Regions from separate parts of the Mus musculus genome. Here region 1 is linked to region 2. The links are chromatin contacts, called in public promoter capture Hi-C maps. All regions are on one chromosome and are shown on one strand. Each heading gives the region's core, a stretch centred on a gene start, on an enhancer-like site or on the middle of the called end of the contact. The rest is flanking DNA. Distances are from core to core; before and after follow the strand shown. Region 1 holds the start of Tmem132d (transmembrane protein 132D). Region 2 overlaps Tmem132d (transmembrane protein 132D).

The links. Promoter capture Hi-C pulls out the DNA fragments that hold promoters and counts their contacts.
Region 1: a promoter capture Hi-C map of hippocampal neurons shows a contact between it and region 2, with 5 times the contacts expected there. The contact joins the promoter of Tmem132d here to the enhancer-like site in region 2. A contact is called at or near these places in 12 of 39 promoter capture datasets (the HPC-7 cell line, cranial neural crest, embryonic stem cells and 5 more), 1 of 15 datasets of contacts at CTCF or cohesin (embryonic stem cells), 22 of 484 Hi-C or Micro-C datasets (brain, cerebral cortex, embryonic stem cells and 1 more) and 12 of 115 datasets of contacts at active chromatin or transcription factors (astrocytes, embryonic forebrain, embryonic limb bud and 4 more).

The regions. Positions count from the first base shown.
Region 1 is chr5:128,430,586-128,435,512 of GRCm38.p6, reverse strand. It overlaps Tmem132d (transmembrane protein 132D), which reads left to right and starts at 2,436. Exons shown (of 9, transcript NM_172885.2): 1 at 2,436-3,227. The coding sequence starts at 3,149.
Region 2 is chr5:128,026,072-128,030,733 of GRCm38.p6, reverse strand. The region is part of intron 3 of Tmem132d (transmembrane protein 132D); the gene reads left to right. Among named protein-coding and RNA genes, the nearest start is that of Glt1d1, 400 kb to the right of the region's middle. Within about 2 kb of position 3,368, at least 15 of the 459 cell types and tissues checked have an H3K27ac peak or open chromatin away from gene starts, as enhancers often do. A contact at or near this core is called in hippocampal neurons, where this site is marked.

The DNA of each region.
Region 1 (4,927 bases), core at 1,187-3,686, 410 kb before region 2:
GGCCAGTGGTGGAGGCATCCTTTTAAGCCCAGTACTCAACTTAGTACTTGGAGGCAGAGGCAGAGGCAGGTGGATCTCTGAGTTCCAGGACAACCTGGTCTATAAAGCAAGTTCCAGGACAGCCAAGGCTGCAAAAATCATATATATATATATATATATATATATATATGTGTGTGTGTGTGTGTGTGTGTGTGTGTGTGTGTGTGTATGTATATGTGTGTGACACACACATACACACACACACACACACACACACACTCACTTGGGGATCTAGAGAGATGGCTCAGTGTTTAAGAATCCCGGCTGCTCTTGCAGTGAACTCGGAGTTTGATTCCTAGCACTCACATGGTGGCTCCCAACTGTCTGTAACTCCAGTTCCAGGGGATTGGCCTCTCCTGGTCTCTGCTGTTACTGTACACACACAAGGTATTTACATACATGTTGGCAAAGCACTCACATACACAACATAAATATAAATAAACCTTTAAAAATATACGTGAATCCACACAATTGGATCAGCCACAAAGAAATAAGGGGGAAGCTTGGTGAGATGTGAAGGGTCATTCAGAGAAATGCCTGCCAGAGATGAAACCTCTGTTTCTCCCATCCGTCGGGGAAAAGAGTAAGGCAGCCTGGAGTCCCACCTGCCTCGATACATCAGTTCAGGGATGGGCACAGCAGTCATTTCAACCAGGTTCTTTGTATTGCTAACTCTGTAAAGTTTTTAGAAAACAGAAAATGTGTGTGTGTGTGTGAGTGCATGTGCGCGCGCATGTGTGTGCCCGTGCTCATGCACACACAGAAAGAGATCGAGAGATATAGAGACAGAGACAGACAGAACACCAGAAAGACAAAATTTAAGAAAGGCACACAGGACAAATCTGGAGCTGGTACCCCAAAGATGAGGATACCCAGAAAGACAGAGGCCTTTGGGCTGTTTTTGGCAGAACAACCCTGACTCCTCTGATCTTCCCTTGGAAGTCAGGGAGCTGAAAATGCTTAAAGCTGGGGATGGTTTTGTAGCTCCCTGGTGTGGATTGCCTCCTTAGCCAGATTCTGTGAGTCCTGTCATGTTCTAACTTAAAAGTCACCATGAAGACCCACCTCTGGGGGTTCCCACAAAGGTTTAACTGAAGAGGAAGGTTCATCCTGAATGTGGGTGCTACCATGGATGGACAGAGGCCCCAGACTAAATACAGAGAGAGCAAGTTGAGCACCAGCCTGGCGCCCTCGCCCCCAGTTTCTGACTGCAGATGCCATGTGACCAGCTGCCTCATGCTCTTTGCTGCCAAGCTGTGATAAAAACAAAGATCAAAAGCAACTTGAGGAGAAGTGGGTTGGTTTCATCCTCTAGTTTAAATCCATCATGGAGGGAAGTTAGAGTCGGAATCCGGAGACAGGAACAGACACACAGAAGCAGTGGAAGGAAGCGGCCCACTGACTTGCTCTCCATGGCCTTTGTAGCTTTCCTTTCATATAAAACCCAGGACCACCCGCCCAGGGGCGGTACTACTTCCAGTGGCTCCTCCCACAGCAATCATTGATCCAGAAAATGCCCACAGGCTCCCTACAGGGCAATCTGATGGAGGCATTTAGTCAGCGGAGGTTTCTTCTTCCCAAATGACGCTAGCTCATGTCAACCGGACAAAAACTAACCAATTCATGCCTGTGAGCCCAAAACGGACTCTCTTTCCCTTAAGTTGCTTTTGTTAAGTATTTTGTCATGGCACAAAGAAAATTAACTAACCCAGTCCATTTTTATCCGCAGAAGTGAACCCACTCGTTGGAGTGATGCTGGGTTTCCTCTCTGAATCCCCACAACATCTGCTTGTTTCCAAGGCTCTGCGGAGCAGTGAGGAGGGCTCCGGCTCGGGACACTAGCATGGGTATTATGTATCTTGGTGTGAGTTCGCCTTAGATACCCTGGAAGGCATGAGTGGAGAGCTGTACCTATTAGCTTTTCAATGAAATATCTTCCCTAATGCCAATTCCCTAATGCCCAAAGGCCAGCGGGGAGCCAGGATGGAAATCTTTCAGGGACAGGAATTTGAGGGTCATTTTGGCATCCCAGGCTCACAATCTAGAGTTCACCGGAAACACTTCAGCCTATGTTAGGGGTTCCTGAACTGTCCTTGCCTGAAGGCCGCCTATAGTCAGAAGCTTTAAGAAGGCAGGGCAGATGGCCTTTCCACACCTGTTGTGAGCGTGGACATCCACGCTGGTTCTCGTGCGCGCTCCTCGGGGCTTGCGGGGTGTCCATAACCTCCTTTGAACATCTCCCTCCTATTCGAGCACATAGAGAGGGCGACTGCGAGGCTGGGCGCCCCGCAACCAGGAAGGTGGGACCTACTTTGCGGATTGGGGCTCACAGCTGTCACTCCAGAAGGGTGGGGCTTAAAAAGAGAGAGAGAGGGAGAGAGGAAGAGAGAGAAATTAGGAAGCAACAACCCCAGCCCGCCTGGGCACGCTGCTCTGGGTGCGCTCGGATGCAGCCGCCCCGAGCTCGCGCCTACTCGTCCGCGCGCCGCTCGCCCTCCGCCCCGAGCGCTGCTCGTCTCCGGAGCCGGCCGTGCGCCGGGCGCGCGTGGGGAGCCGGGGCGGGCTGGGGTGGAGCCGCAGCGCCCCGCAAACTTTGGGCGGCGGAGCGCGCGCGCCGAAGCCCCGTGGCGCGGGATGGGGGCGGCGAGGCTATGTGCCCCGGGTCCCCACGCGTGCCTGGCTACCAGCCCGGGGACCCCCGCGCCGCCTCTGCCCGCGCCCCGGGCCCCGCAACCTCGCAGCCCCGCAGCCGCCCGCGCGCGCTAGCCCACCGCAGCCTCCCAGCCGGAGTCCTCAGAGCGCTCTCCATGCTTGGGGACGCAACACCGGAGACCCCCCTTGTGGAGTGAAATTCAATTCACGAGCCAGTCCTCAGCGCAGTCGAAAGACTGAGGTGAGCCTCGGCCTGCGCTGCGGGACCCCGGAGCCTGAGCGGCCTGGCTATGGACCTGTGGGGACCCGGCACAGGGCGGCCCTGCTGCTCGGGTCCCTAGCCAGATGCGTCTTGGTCATCCAGCTCAGCTTCTCTTCTCCGGGGATCTGGCGACATCCCTTCTTCAGCCAGAGGACACCACGGAGGAGCAGAGGACCCGCGCTCCAAGTCTCCAGGATGTGCCCATCTGAGATGGGGACTCTGTGGTACCTCTGGTCTCCCGTGCTCATCAGCCTAGCTGCCCTTTTCTCCAAAGGTGAGGACGCTGGGGCTACCTGGGCCCGGGGGACTTAACTTTGCTGAGAGTAGATGTGGATGTGGGTGGCCCAGAGAGGGCCGGTGGGTGTGTGTGTGTGTGTGTGTGTGTGTGTGTGTGTGTGTGTGTGTACACAGCAGGTTTGTGGAGCCAAGGTTCCGGGGCAGACACCTTGGCAGCAGGTGATTTCCCTGGAAGTCTTGGTATGATGCCCTAGGAGAGTGTGCCTAAGCGACAAAGGGAAACGGGGAAGCCTAGTCTGCCCTGGCCCTGGACGCTTCCTAGAATTTGGTGTGGACTTCCCAACTGGCCCTAACCGGTTTAGAAATAATTCTCAACAGCCCTGCTGTGCGAGAATGTCAGCTAGTGTACCACGGGCCGTTAAGAACACAGTTGGCCAGAGACCCTTTCAGCCCAGGGTCTCCTGGGTCGGCCTTCTGCAGCTGCTGTGTGTGTATAGGGGATGGGGGTGGGGGTGGGTGGGGGGATAGGAGAATACTTCCACAGATGCTCTACTGTCTATCTGACCCAAGTCTTCCCAGTGGGGTCCTGACATGGGGCCGTGAGTAGAAGCGGGAAGCCCCGTTTACCTGCTATTACCGTCTCCTTCAAATCCCTGCCTGGTACAAGCAAATTTGAAAGCTTGGGACAGAAATGCCTTGCAGAGCGATCGATATCCACAGGACACGGTAGATGGACTCTACACGTCTTCCTGGCCGAGCAGGAGGTTTCTATTTGTGGGTAGTTTTCTCCCCTACACCCCCTTTCTACAGCAAAAGTCAAGATTCTTTGCGGTCTCCTGTGTGCTGGAAAAAAAAAAAAAAACCCTGTAAACATATTTCTCTGCGAATATTTATCAGGCAACATCTCTCTGAAACTTCCTAGCCAGTTGACAAGCGCAATCTTTTATGATATGTTGATTTTGGTTTCTGGCTTTTCTGGTATCTGGCAATCTAGTTGCATAGAATCTTGTAGAGTTAGGCAGATTGATTGCTGTTTTTTTTTTTTTTTTTTTTTTTTTTTTTTTTTTTTTTTTTTTTTTGCGTGGGAATGGTTGCGGGGGCATGCTAGGTGTTTATGTCACTGTGTTTTCAAGTGCTGTTGAAGGGGGCTCAGGTAAGCTAATGAGGAGTAGCCCCACTTCCGGGAGGGAGCCACAGCTTTGGAGATATAGAATACACTGGAAACCAAAGAGGAGGTTGGTTAAAAAAAAAAAATGCAGACCCTAGGTCGTCAGGGCCACGATGCCACTCCAGCATAGCTGGGAGGCGTGCTGTTGTCCTTGTTGCTTGGTTTGATAAGAATAGACGTCTTTGTTTTTATTCCTTAATAGCAGGGCTTTATTAAGGGCGGCTTTGGACTGACTCTACACTAATAATGGTGTTCCCTCTCACTCCCTCACTGATTCCTTCATTATGAGCAGCTGTGCTGATGGGTGCCACCTTGCCCTGGGTGCTTTTGAACTCGTCCTTAAACAAGGTATGGGGTGGGAGGGGGGAGCATCTCTTTCCCAAATGGCTAGAACCCAGCTTGTCAGTAATGTTAATGTCATGTAAGGTTCTTTGCTCGAACTTTGAAAGAGGACTGGCGGAGCCTGCCTCGGGCAGACTGTTGAAGCCCAGTCGGAATGTGGGGAACCTTCACGCAGCTGTGAGCAAGGTTAAAGGCTGAGCCCGTGTGAGGTAACACAGCTGTGGTTC
Region 2 (4,662 bases), core at 2,119-4,618:
AAGCGTATTCAAACCACTACAGAAGTCTAGTCCATTATCATCATGGCAGGGAGCATGGTATCGAACAAGTAGATATGGTTTTGGAGATGCTATGAGTCCTACATGTTGATCCCCAGGCAGCAAGGAGGAGACTGGAATACACACCGGGTAGAGCTGTAGACCTCAAAGCCCCGCCCCACCATGACACACTTCCTCTAACAAGGCCACACCCACTCCAAAATGCCACACCTCCTAATAGTGCCACTCATGGGCCAAGCATTCCAAGACATGAGTCTATGGAAGCCAAACCTATTCAAACCACCACAATACATGACACTCATTCATCAATCATGCAAGGAATTCGCCATCCAAGTCTCAGCTGCCACAGGATTAATATTTCTCACTGGCTGGTTCTATCACTGGAGTGAAAGTTCTGTTGCTGAAGTGAAAGCAACTTCTTTAAAAAGCATAAAAATCTCTCATTCATCCTTTGAACACTTCTCCGGTTACCTGGCAAATGCTCACGTGTGCGTTCTTGGGTGTCTTGCCCCTCACGTTCTGATGTGGGAAGACAAATGTTGGTTTGTGTTAGTCTGTAGTATTGAGCAATGAGGAGCAAAATAATGAGATCTGTGTTGAACTAAGAGACCAAGGAAGGGTTTTCTCAGCTCAACAGCCAAGACTGTACATGTCTAGGTACAGAACCATGTGTATAAATAATTTAGCGTTATGTTCATAGTGATACTTTGCAATCATTCTATGGAGTATTTTGATAGTTTTATATTGATTTCTTAATACAGTGGCTAAATTTTAATAAAAAATTTAAGTTTCATAAATCATACAGACAAGGAAATATACAGCCCAGACCACAGGAGTTCTGGTTCAATTGTTATCTAAACATGAGTGAGAGTCTTATAAAATTTTCCCTTCTGACAGGAACAAAACAGCAGACAAGACTTACCAAAAGAAAATACCCACTCTTTTTCAGAAGTGTTTTCCTAAGACCTGAGAGAGGCCACATGCACATAGATCTGTAGGAAGGGTGCTGCATCAGGGAGGGGGTGGTGTGAACTGTAGGGGCGTGTCTTGAGTCTTCCCTAAGAAATATGGGAGTCAAGGGCTAGAAAGGTGTTTGTAAAGCAGTTTATAAAGCATTTGCTCTGCAAACATGAGGACCTGAGTTCAATACCTGGAGTCCGTGTTTTAAAAAAACAAAAACAAAACCCCGAGAGAGGGCTCGAGAGATGGCTCAGTGGTTAAGAGCACCTGGCCATTCTTCCAGAGGTCCTGAGTTCAATTCCCAGCAACCACATGGTGGCTCACAACCATCTGTAATGAGATCTGATGCCCTATTCTGGTGTGTCTGAAGACAGTGACAGTATAGTTGCATACATAAAATAAATCTTTTTTAAAAAAGCTGAGGAACACACACATACATAAACACACATGCACACTCACAAATATACACATTCATGCACAAACACACATGTACACACACATGTATACACACACACACACATGCACACATTCTTGTATAAACATGAGGAGAAATACTGAAGTCAGAAGGCTTTCTCCTTTGACACTGTCTTTTAATCATGCTGTGTTATCAAATCTCAAAAATACATCCTGGATCTTCTCTTCCATCATCTCTCCTTGGACCACACAGTAGCCTCCTAGTCAGGCCCCAGACACTCCTTGTTTGTCCACAGCCCTGGTCTTTGGGAATGCTATCCAATAAAGTGAGGCTTTACTTACACACAAGCACTGATACAGTCTACAGCTCAACAAAGGCAGACTTCTATCATGCTGCACAAGAGAGTTAACAACTTAAAATGAATGAATTGTCTCTAGAATTTTCATTCGATGCTTCTTGAACATGGATGACCAAGGCTGCAGAGTGAAGCCACAGTTGAGGCAGGGGGACGGCTGTATCTTCAGATGGGTTCTAGGGCAAGGAATCACATTCAGATGAGGTCACAGAGTGGCATTCCATGGTGAGTGTGGCACCCTCATAGGGAGAGGCGCGGAGCTTCCTGCCTTCTCTCTGTAAATGCACAGCATGGAGATATCTGAGCACATCTGGGAGGAGGGAGCTCTTCCAAGGAACCCACTCAGCTGACGCCTTGATCTTAAGCTTTTAAGATTCCACAACCACGGAGGCTAAGTTGCCTTTGCTTAGTATACCGAGAGTCTGGGATTTTATTATAACGTTTTGGGCTAAGATGATTACATTTAAGTTTGAGACAATCAGGAGAATCTGAACAGATGCACATTGAACAAGTGTGTGACCTGGGTACTGGGGTTTCAGACATGCCAGTTGGTACAGTGTGACGGATCAAACTGAGGGCCGTGTGCATATTAGATAGGCACTCTATTGACTGAGCTACAACCCCGGTTCCTAGATGGCCTTTAAATTTTCTTTGTAGAGTTACTGTTGTGTGCCTGTGGTGTGTGTGTGTGTGTGTGTGTGTGTGTGTGTGTGTGTGTGTGTAACTGCATGTGTATCACATGTGCACAGTACACACAAGGGCCAGAAATGATATCCAATCCCCTGGAATAGGAATTATAGATAGTTGTGAGCCACCATGTGGGTGCTGGGGTTTGAATCCAGGTCCTCTGGACTAGCAACCAGTGCTCTCAACCATGGAGCCCCACTGACTGGTCTCTTCAACATATAAATCAGATGGCTTTCCTAGTCACTTCCCACTCAGGATAAAATCCTAAGTCTTTATCAAACGAATCAGAAGCTCCCTCGATTTTTGGCTGGTGTTTCTCTGGTCCCTTCAGAAACCAACCCCATCCTTATTTACAACTATCTACTTACATAGTGTCTTACCTGTCCTTCAACATGTCAAGCACATGCCAAGCTCCTGTCTCTCCTTTTGCCTGGCGCTGGCTTCTCATTGGCTGCTCAGATTGCCCTTGTACTGCGTCCAGGACTTTGCCTCACTTCATCCCCACAGACATACACCTGATACCTTTGTTCGTCTCTCTACCACATGAGAGCACCACTGGCATGTGAACTTTGGAGATTTTCCCCATAGTTTTATAACTCTATCAGCTCAGCTCAGTACCTATAGCAGGAGCTCATAGCTCTCCCCCTCCTCTTCCATCCCTCAGTACACATAACAGGACACAAGGCTGGACCTCGGCCAAGGGCTCTGGATGGTCTTCACCTTGTCTGATTCCCATATTCCCCTTGAGCACATCAGACATTGAGCCTTAGATTCCTCCCCTCGCCGCCCCCACCCCCAGCCTTTTTTCAGGTTTAAAAAAAAAAAAATCTGTTTTCAAAGCTTTTCTATCTGAGATTTCTCATTCCATCCAGATACTCTCCAACACCCAACATCTGCTTTGTGAATTTAGTTTGCGCTCTGCTGTCTTCTTTGGGGGAGTTTTGTGTGGGCTTTGAATCAATTGTTTTGCTCAGCCTCAGAGAGATGTGCCTGGGCTCTTTGCCATTTCTCGGCTCCACAGACAAATGTCCCAGCCATGCTGGGCTGTGACAATATCCCTGTCTGTCAAGCCTTTGGTAACAGGCAACAGAAATGACTTGAGCCATGTGACCTTTGCCCTGTAGGGACTAGGCTGGTTTGTAAAGTATGTTATGGGCAGACCCTTTTATTTACACACAAAGGAGAATAGTAGTTTATACCTATGTCTGAATTTGAGTTTATAAGGTACCAAACACAGTCCAGAGGAATATTTCAACTAGCTGATCTCCTTTGGTGACCAAGACAGAGCATACCTCCTCCCCAGGAAGAAAACTAGGCAGAGTTCATAGGGTCCTGTAACAAAAGGTTCTATAGTGAAGCCAGCTCTATGTGCACAGGAAATTCCACAGGACTTCATCCTTCGTCTTGGATGGGCGCTTCCCATTTTGAGGGGAAGTCCTGCTGACAGACCACCTCCTCATATCCTTGAGCAGGAAAGACTCCTCCCTCTCAAGTAGCAAACTAACCCTGCTTCTGTGGTACCACTCCAGGGTCTTGGGATGCTGATTAGTTGCTATGTAACGTTGCCAGGTGAGCACAGAAGGAGTTTGTGGAACATATTGGCATCCTGGCTGGAGCCTCAGAGTTTGATTTCTGCTGAGGGAAGGTTTCAGGAATGGAGCTTCAGGGAAGCCTCCAAAGTTGATTGACACTCCAAAGTGTTTCCCCTTCTCTCCCCATTAAGTCTCTATCTGTATTCTAAAAGTAACTCTTCAGTATCAGGATGGAAAAACTGACCCTTTAGCTAGCACACTTCCTTACAGTCTAAGGGAGGGACTGATGCCTTCTGAAGACCTCGCACTGTAGAGATGGATATAAATGCAGCCTGAGAACATAGCTTCCCTGTAAATCTGTTTCCTTCCGTCCTTTTCTCCGGTTGCTTTGAAACTTGGACGCTCACTGTTACAGAGCTGGAGAAGGAGAGATGTAGTGGGTTGGTCTGCTGCTGCTGCTGCTGCTGCTTGTATTCTAGTACTAAATACTGGATCCTCAAGATGTGGCTGCCCTTGGATGAGCAAATCCTAATGTACTCAAAGCGATACCATGTGAACTTCTTCCCAATTTAACTGGTCGATAAAAGGCTAGAGCCTGTGATTGGGCAGTAGAGGGAAAAGGTGAGGTGTTGCAGGTAAATAGAGACAGAGGAGGAGAGGAAGACAGAGGAGGAAGAAGCTGCCATGGACCAGGA